Linked DNA regions of Sus scrofa: region 2 is linked to region 1. A link is a contact called in public HiChIP or PLAC-seq data. All regions are on one chromosome and are shown on one strand. The core of a region is the stretch at or near the end of the contact, and the rest is flanking DNA. Distances in the headings are between cores, read along the strand shown. Region 1 holds the start of VCAN (versican). Region 2 overlaps VCAN (versican).

The links. HiChIP or PLAC-seq counts read pairs in DNA pulled down with a chosen protein or histone mark.
Region 2: a contact with region 1 is called in an H3K27ac HiChIP or PLAC-seq map of alveolar macrophages. The contact joins the enhancer-like site here to the promoter of VCAN in region 1. A contact is called at or near these places in 16 of 47 Hi-C or Micro-C datasets (alveolar macrophages, brain, embryonic fibroblasts and 9 more) and 2 of 2 datasets of contacts at active chromatin or transcription factors (alveolar macrophages and skeletal muscle).

Annotation. Positions count from the first base shown.
Region 1 is chr2:91,697,270-91,702,002 of Sscrofa11.1, reverse strand. VCAN (versican) reads right to left here and starts at 2,220. Exons shown (of 15, transcript NM_001206429.1): 1 at 1,995-2,220.
Region 2 is chr2:91,788,591-91,793,323 of Sscrofa11.1, reverse strand. All of the region lies in intron 12 of VCAN (versican), which reads right to left. Among named protein-coding and RNA genes, the nearest start is that of VCAN, 91 kb to the right of the region's middle. Within about 2 kb of position 2,828, at least 7 of the 83 cell types and tissues checked have an H3K27ac peak or open chromatin away from gene starts, as enhancers often do. A contact at or near this core is called in alveolar macrophages, where this site is marked.

The sequences.
Region 1 (4,733 bases), core at 971-3,470:
CTCTCCTGACCATGTGTCAGTCCACCAAACTTCAGACTCGGCCCAGAGTGCCGCTCACATCCCAGCTGACTCGGAGAAGGCGCTTCCACCACCCTTTGCAAAGAGTAATCTCCTTCCTGGGTCCTCCAAACCGCTAGATTTACGTAGCAGATTCCAAAGTAGAGAACTAACAACCAAGGAACTAGGGTCTTCCATCCTTGAATACATGGTTGTGAAAGCGGCTCAGTTGCTTTTGGGGGGTAGGGCTCGTTTTCCTCCGCCTGTGCTATATTTCTCCATCAGGGGGCGCCCACATCCGCCACAAAAACGCCCTATTCCTAGACATCAGGGTTCTGCAAGACCTAAGCACGCCAACTGGGGGCAAAACCGAAGGAGCGCACCGCCTCCCTCGCTCCTCCCTCCAAGCCTGCCTCCAAAGACAGGGGAGGCAGGGATTTCACACTAGCCATTCATTTGTGAGCCGTGGGGGAGGGGACGCTGGAGCGAAAGAGACTGAGCAGAGGCTGGGAGAGGGGAAGGGAGGCAGAGAAGATGGAGACAGAGAGGAAGAGACAAAGATGAGAAAAGGGCCACGGACAGCAAGACTGTCTTTCCGCCTGTGGGTGTGCGCACCGCAGGACAGCTCTCCAGGCTCCGCGTAGCATCTCCCTCCCGTAGCATCTCCCCAGGATATGTCGGACTTTCTGGGGGCGCATCTGGATCCGAGAGCAAATAGTTTAAGCTATGACACTATTTGCCTTCCTTGCTCTCCGCTGCCTAACACATTGACCGCTCCACGCCCAGTGACACAGACAGCGAGCCGGGACAACTCAGATGCTTCCCAGCCCGCACGCACCAGGGATGCCGCCCGGCGGCGCCCACGCCTCTGCAGGGCGGTGGGGCGCTCCAGCCCAGGGCGTCCCCCGGAGCTACCCGCACTCGCTCTCCGCAGCCGCAAGACCCGCCTGTAAAGTTGCTCAACTAGGGCTAAGAGCTGTGAGGGGGTGGGAAAATGGAAGGAATACGAGGAGTGTTATAGTCCGGGCGAGAGGACTGGTCCTAGAGGCCCCATATTCGGGTCCCCGCGCCACCTTTGTCTGAAGAGCGCTCTGAGCACTGGTTTGCTCGTTGAGAGGGGAGCTAAAGCCTTCACCTCGCTCTTCAGGATGAGATAAAATTCTTGCACATCCCTGTTGGTAAGGGGTAAGCTTTTCCCGCCCTGGCGCCTTAACAGACCTCCGCGGCGCTCCAACAACCCCACCCCCCATTCCCTGCTCCCTCCTGGACGGCTCTGGCGCACCGCGCGCTGGACAAAAGAACCTAGGGGGCACGAGACAGAGCCTTGACAGCCCCAAAGTCGCCAAAGAGATACGGACCGGGGACCCTGCACCTCCCTCGACCAGACCTCCTCCCAGATCGCCTGCGGGCTGAAGGGGTCACGTCCGCGCAGGTCCTGCATCGCCCTGTCAGGAGCTGCCCAGGAGCAGCTTTCCAGGAACGCCGGGCACTGACCACACACCAGGGGCCGGGAACCAGGTGGCCTCGGAGACTTGTACGTGGAAAGTCTCGGGAGTCCCCATTCAAACTTTTGCCTCAAGCAGATTAACAACAACAAATAAAAGATCAAGGTGCCACGGGTCCCTCCCTCCTCTCGAGACCCCACGACGTTTCTAGGGGTTCTCTGCATTCCCTTCCCTCCCTTCCCCCAATTCCATTAGTCCTTCTACCCCCACCCCACCCCGGGCTTCTTTTGTCTGGATCTTTTTCAGCACGAAGGTCCCTCCTGTATTCCTTATTCCTCTCTCCAAACGTCCTTTTAAAAGTTACCTGCATTTTTTAAAGTGCATATATTTTCTTAACTTCTCTGCAGAGCTAGTTCTCTTTGCCTTAATTAAAGCCTTCTACCAATTACAATGTACTTCTTTTTTCTAAACTCGATTTTTTGTTCTTTAAGTTTCTCTCTCTCTCTCCCTCCCTCTCTCTTTTTAAAGGGGGAACAAAAGAAACGTGATTACCTTGAAAGGCGGCTTATGGCAGTTTGGGGGGAAAATTCACCTCAGCGCTGCACGAATGGGCTCGGCGTTGCTGGGGCGGGTCACATAGGAAGCGCGGTGGCCCGGGGAAGGGTGCGGAGGGTGCGGGATGGTGCTGGAGGATGCGGGGCTGACCGCAGATCCCGGTCCCTGCTCCTGTCCACAGCACCTAATGTTCACGGCTGTTGCGCCCGCTCGCCTGGAGTTCTTTCCCAGAAAGGCTCGGGGCAGCTCGCCTGCAAGTTCAAATGCGGGTTGTGACACCCATCATCATTATATCACTGTACCGTCAGCACCGAGGAGGAGACTCAGCGAGGAGGAGGAGGAGGAAGGAGGAGGAGGGTTCATTCACCGGCTCCTGAAGCGCTCCGCAGCTTCAGCCACTCCTAAAAGCCCAGGCTTGGAGAGCAGGCAGAGGGGCGGAAAGGCAGCTCCCCGCGCCTGCAGTAGGGACCGCCTGCCTCCCTCCCCAGGCACTCCCACCTCTCTGCGTTTCTTCCTGACAAGAAGTACCAATCGGCTTGGGGACAGCAGCACTCCCCATTCAGCGACTTACTAAGTAACATCGTGCTGTGCGCCAGGAAACCACTGCCTTCCACCCCTCCCCACCCCCATTTCCCCGCCCCCCGTGCTGCTAGTTCTGGGTTAGGGGAAAGGAGCCCCTGGGCTCTGGTGGGGCAAGCCAGCACTAGACAATTGAGTACCATCAGCTCTTCTTGGGAGCAAACGAAACTCTGTAAAATCAGCGAAGAACTTGGTTACAGAGTGCCTATTCGGCCACCGAGCCTGCCTGTCCCATCTCAGGGAAGTGTCAGTCTTCTGGCTTCTGCCAATCTGAAAGAGACACTTAGAAAACGAGATCCTTCTGAGACGTAGAGGGAAAGTGTAGGAATCCCCCACTGCCTTCGCCAGGAGCTGCCCAATGGGGAGCCCAACGTCACTGAGCAATCTACAAAGACCCTGGGAATAAAGGGCTGGACAGGAAATTCCCCGAAGCAAATCCCTTGTAGGATTCAAACAGATTCTCTTTCTTTACCACAAACCTACAGGAGTCTAGATTCTGCTTTCTCTGCTCTTTTTCTCCCTTCAGTCTTTCTAAGTGTCCCCTATGGTAGAATATTTAATTTTTTTTCCCTGAATAACAGAGATTCCTTGAATGTATCAAACATCTTCCTTGTGGTCAGGAAATGGGACCATACTCTTTCACGAGTTTATGTGATTTTTGTTTTCAGCCAGGCCCACCCAACTATGTAAACAACATCAGCACTTGGAAGAGTCCCCTGCATTGTGTTACAAAAGATTTCCAATGGGACCTTACAGAGCAGGGGTCAACCAGTTGACACAAAGGATTTCAGCCCCTTAGAAAAGAGAGACTTTGTATCTTCCTTTTCTTTGAAGTCAAGTATGAGTTTATACAATGGGAACAAAATAAATCCAAGGTGCACATTAATTTGACACTGGGGATATTGGAAGGAAGAGCAAATTTTCTTTCGATACAAATATGGAAGTATTCCAAATATGGAAAATGAGATAATTCTTCTCTCTGAAGTCCCTACTTATAAAATTATATCAAACACAACACATCACAGCAGTGATGATTAAAGGATAAATTCCATTTTCACCCTGAATTTCTTTGAGTCAGTTGGCTTAAACTCACACTTTACAGTAGCCTAGATTCTTGTTATAATGTTTCTTTTGCAAGTTGTGTTCTGCATGATCATAGATTTTAATTGATAAACATGTACAAGATTTGTCAGAATTTTGGTCCTCAAAATGTGCTTTCTTCCTTTCTTTCCTTCACTCTTTCCTTCTTTCTCTCTCTTTATTTAGCAGCTCACTACAGTGAATGATGTAACTATTAATTGCAGAATTTGGAAATCTTGTTTGTTTTCACAATGATTTATTTATTCTTAGTATAGTTATTATATTACCGTTTTTAATTTTTTTTTTGCTTTTTAGGGCCGCGCACACGGCATATGGAGATTCCCAGGCTAGGGGTCAAATCGAGCTACAGCTGCCAGCCTATACCACAGCCATAGCAACACCAGATCCGAGTGCATCTGTGACCCACACCACAGTTCAGGGCAACGCAGGACCCTTAACCCACTGAGAGAGGTCAGAGCTCAAACCTGCAACCTCATGGTTCCTAGTCAGATTCATTTCCACTGCACCACAGCAGAAACTCCTATATTACCATTTTTAACATTGAAAGTCTATCCCATTAAATTTATATTTAGAGTAACAGAGTCATAGAACAGAATCAAATTTCAAACTTTACATTTAATGGATAAGCAAATGAAGGCCCAGAAAGTGACTTTCCTAAAGTCACATGAATAATAGCAGAGCTATTACCAGATACAACTCTTGACTCCTGGTATACTGGTATTTCCACTGTTCCTCACAGCAACTTTATGATCAAGATAACTTCACTCAGAAAGAGAGAAAAATGAAATAAAAGAATCTTTATTGAAATGTATACCTGAGGCATTAGGTTAGATCTTTATCTGAAATACTTCAAGGATGTATTATTATTCTCAACTTTGAGTAAAACTAGCTGAGTTCCAAAGACTTTAAGTATCCTGCCCAAGGCCACTTTTTAAGTGTAGATCCACCAATCTGAAAAGCTTATTATCTCTCCATTACCCTGCTCTCCCTTCATGATACAGTTAAGTAAAACTTTTCTACAAAGGAGACCTAGAGCAAAGACAAGCAACTAATAGC
Region 2 (4,733 bases), core at 1,579-4,078, 91 kb before region 1:
CTAGATGGCTGTGGTCACAATAGGCATTTGTTTTCAGTCTGTGAGGAGTTATATTTAATTTTGTTGTATTTAACTTGGGGCAAATGACCTCCCTGCAAGGTACAGATAGACCTTCCTCTGCTCCCTGTACTTGCTTAGGGTTACTCTGGTTTGAGTCCTTGTTTATTTACATTTAAAGGAGGTTATGGTTTTGCTGTTGTCTTTGAGTTGAACAACCAAAAGGAAAAGAGAAGCTTTTGTTTTAAAGGAGAAAGAGACATTTGTTTCGGTGTCACTGCCCTAGGCTGGCAGCCTGGAGTCAGATCCTACAAACATGAATATGCCGAAGGGAAGAAAAACTAACTCTGGGGTCTCCTGATAGTTGTTAAAGTGGCAACATGCCCATGATTTTCTTAGCTGGCAAATCTCTGCACTGGGGACAGACGATCTGCCAGGTCTGGAGCACAGTGCTAATCTTGTGTAATAGCGTGAGCTCACTGCCCGGCAAAGTAGTAATTATCAACAGCAGTTTCCAAAGGATGTGAGTTCCACCCACTGAGAGACCACTTGGAGACGGGCCCCAGGCACAGTCCCACCGAGCCAGTTGCATTTAATCCCCACCATGAACGGTGCCAGAGGGTTCCTTGACCCCCAAGTTCCTTTGAACAGGTCTTCAGTCAGGAAGTGCTAACTATCCAAATGCAACGCGAAACTGCCAAACCCATTCAACATTTTTTTTTTTTGGCCTTTTCCATGGTTATGCATTGCCTTTAATTAGCAATTAAATTTAAGTAACTGTGTGATTGTAAAGTTTCTACTGGTGGAGAAGCATCTGTGAGAAGGAACTACTGCGTTGATAAATCCTTCTCTTTTTTCTTAAGGATGATCTCTTCAATTATGAAATGATTTGCTGGTGGCAGGTAAATGTTCTTCCAGCTGTGTGCCTGTCACCAGCCACCTGCATTCAAGTAAGGGAAGGGCAGAGGAGAGGGGTTTTGTGTTCTAGAATGACTCTACGGCTCGTTCCATGTCATGTGTAGAAGCAGAAGAAGCAGCTCTTAACTTCCAACCAAACTGAACCGCAACACAAGTGAAAATTTTCACCGAGAGCTGAGTGGTCTTTCGGAAAAGAAACTGAAAACGCTTCTATTCCTGAATAATGTGTTAAAGGATGGACAACAGCCTATGTTTTCCTTGGCTTGTAGGTTAATCAAATGAAGCCTGTGAGATTTAATATAATTAAATTAATGTTGATATGCAGTGTGACTTGTTCACAGAGAAATAGCATTTGACTTGGAGCTAAAACCACACCACAGCCAACACACATCCAGCTGCAAACACTTTACAGAAAGTCTTCTAGGATTTTCAGGTAGAAAAAGTAAAACTTCAGTTTTCGGTTTAGGGGTTTTGTTTTGCATCATTGTTTTCAGCCAAATCATGCACGATCCCTTCAACCCAAGAAACTACAAAGAAGCTTAGAAAACACAGGGAATTAGTTCATACTCCTGATTCTCTTTTCAATGTCCAGGACATCTGGGAGAGGGAGGAGGACGCGAACCTTTGTGTTTATAAAAGGGTAATAATGATACATTCCTGCAGAAAAGAGAATAATGGTTTATGACCTGCGATTTGTTACTCCTTTTCTCTGTTCCTTTTAAGTGTTTCTTCCTGGGTTAAGGGCTATTTCTTTATTGTTTCTATTGGTTTTAAAAGCTGTTTTTTTTTTTTTCTCACAATACTTTGCTTGACAGGCTGATGTGTTTATTTAAGAAAAGGGCTGGGAGGGGGGTGTCAGGATTTAAAGTCAAATCCACTAGCAGGTGGGTAATTTTCCTGCATCAATTCTGCATCATGACCAGGAGGGCAAGTGGGTAAGTATACCTGTTTGCCAATGCTGGATCATGTTTATCAAAATGAAAAAAAACTCAGTTACCTCCCAGAAATATTTTTTTCAAGTAGGACTTAAGCACAAAAGGCTATCAACTAGCCTTTGTAGCCTTTGTAATCTACCTTCATCGTAATTATCAAGGGGCAAGAGAAGTTAGTTAGAGCTAGAAAAGAAAACATTTCTGGATCTGTGAATGAGTAACTTGTTGAGAACTTTCTGACTGGATTTAGACAAATGCAGAGGAAAGGAGGAAAGGATATCTCTCTGTTTTCCCCAAACAGGATGCAGGAGAGTCAGAGGCTATGACTACTTTCCAGGAAGGTGACAAGCCAGCAGCCTTGCCCAGGGTGACATGGAGTGCTCACAAACAGAGATGACAGAAGGAAAATGTGAAAGATGTAGAAAAAAAATTTTTTTTAAATGTATAAGGATAAAGTTAGGATTTTTTTTTTTTCTTACAAATCAAATGTTTTTAAAGCTCTTCAACATGTTAAAAAGGGAACTGGATTGTCAGTTCTATTCAACCCTCAACCTCTGGACAACGCAATCTAAGGTGACATTTCCTTTGAAGTAACTGCATCTGATCCACTGAAGCATCCGGTCCCAGTGGTGAGGGGTGAGCTTTGACAGTGCTACAGGAACTCACTTAAGAGAAGCCAGAAAGGAGCAACACAGGCCACAGGAAAATTCCCCCTGTGAGAATTTTATTCCTGGGGGTCAGAGAGAGAAGGGAGCAAGTTTTAAAATTTCTGAGCTCCACAGATTTACTCTAAACCATTGGTTAGGGTGGTGTGTTAGAAAAAGTAGTGTGATTAAGATCCCTAACAGTTTCTAGTACCTTCCTAACTGTGCTGTCCATGGACACCCTATAGTCTGTAGCTGAAAAGACCATAGACTATAGTGAAAATGATTTTGACAGGATGCATATAGATGGGGAAACATAAATGATTGCATAGTGTTCCCTAATGTCTGGCTTCCTCCGTGCTTGAAAGAACAGACTCAAGACAGTGGATGAATGAAGGAAGCCCTGTCTAACCTTAGGCAACCAAGTCACCCTGAGTCAAGCAATCTATTAAAAAATGAAACGAACTGATAACATTCAGGAGTGAGGTTTCCTTTTGGATTTTGCATTTGGATGATGAGGTTTTTTTTAAAGCTAAAGATCTGAGTAACTGTCAGTTTCCTAAAATTGCATGAAAAATATGCCCTGATATAACTCAAACCTTCAAAAAGTTTGCTTTCTTCTTCACAAAGCGTATATGTTCTTGGGACAACCACATGGACAAATGTATCATCATTTCCAGTAGGAACATCTGTTTTCCTTTGGGTTAATAACTTTTGTAAGATGCATTATGCTCAGTTACATATTTTAGTTTCTGAGAAACATTTTTTTTCTTTTCATCCTATTTGAAATGCCACCTATTATGTTTTATTGTTTTTCCTACTGATACAACTTTAAATTACTTTTCTTAATTAAAGTATAGTTTACAATGTTATATCAATTTTTGCTGTACAGCAAAGTGACCCAGTTGTCTATACATTCTTTTTCTCATATCATCCCATAAATAAAATATTAATTTAGATAAACAAGAACTGTCATATAGAGATTCATCCAAAAGACTTATTTGGTCATTTCAAGATTCAAAAGGTAACAGAGTGAGTCGGTTGAGCAATGTATGGATATTGATTATCATTCACATATCTCTTTTTGTCAACCACTCTGCTAGGTGCTGAAAAAATGGAGATGGAAGTTAATTCCTGCCTCAGAAAGCTCAGGGTCAGGAAATTAACACCACAGGGGTCAGTGGTAGAATGGGAAGAGGTCACCAAAAGGGCTCTGTAGGAGCTTTCAGTCACATCCAGCTAGGAAGGCTTCCTGGAAGAAGAAGACTCAACTAAGCAAGGTATTCAAACACAAATCAAATGAAATTAGGGTAAGAGGGTAAGAAATTAGCGTAGCATTCTAAGTATTCTAAACATTCTAAGGGCTAATGGATGCAACCCTGGGAGAAGTGAAAAACGTCATGGCTTATTCCATGAACTGCAAGTATTTTGAGATGACACACCTTGGGAAGTGGCCGATGGGCTTGGTATGCCCCACTAATTATTACAGAATTTTATACTGAAGGCTAGAGGAAGATGTTGCAGAATGAAAAAGGGAGTAACCCTAGTTGAGAACAAGGGGACAGGAAGGTCATAGACACTGGAAAACAGATGGGGGGAACACTTCAGACTGGTCATTCATTTAACAATAGGTTAAAGAAGGAACTTAAAAGTCAGCTAATAGTAGAGAGGCTAGATAAGAAATGTTTGTTTAAGTTCGCCAGCTTTAATGTGTATTTAACTTGGATGGTTTAACTTGGCGTCTTTGAAGACATTACTTGGGTGGCAAGTAAAGTCATTCATTATTGAAGTTATTTGTCAGGGTTTCTAATAAGCACTTGGGGCATTTTGCTGTTAGAGATCAATAGCCAAGTTAAAGAATGACTGGTGAGGAGAAAACCAACCAGAATGTGACTGCTTAGTAGGCAACTGAGTGACAGAGTGAAAACTGAAATGTGTTCAGAGGAAATAGCTTTAATGGAAATCACAGGGTAAGCCTAGACTCAGTTTTGTTCAGGAGCAACACTTTTGGGAAACTGATTGGGTAAACACCCCAAATAAATAATAAAAAAAGATTTTAAAGATGAAACAAAAATAAGAATTTGGAATTTTATATAATGATATCAAACTCCTATTATAGAAACCAATAATGTGGAAGAAATCTACCAGAATCTCAATAAGGGCAATGTAGATAACTTGGCGAAACAGCATTATTCATTTAGTGTAAGCCTATAAATTGAATTAGCCTAGCTATAAATCATAA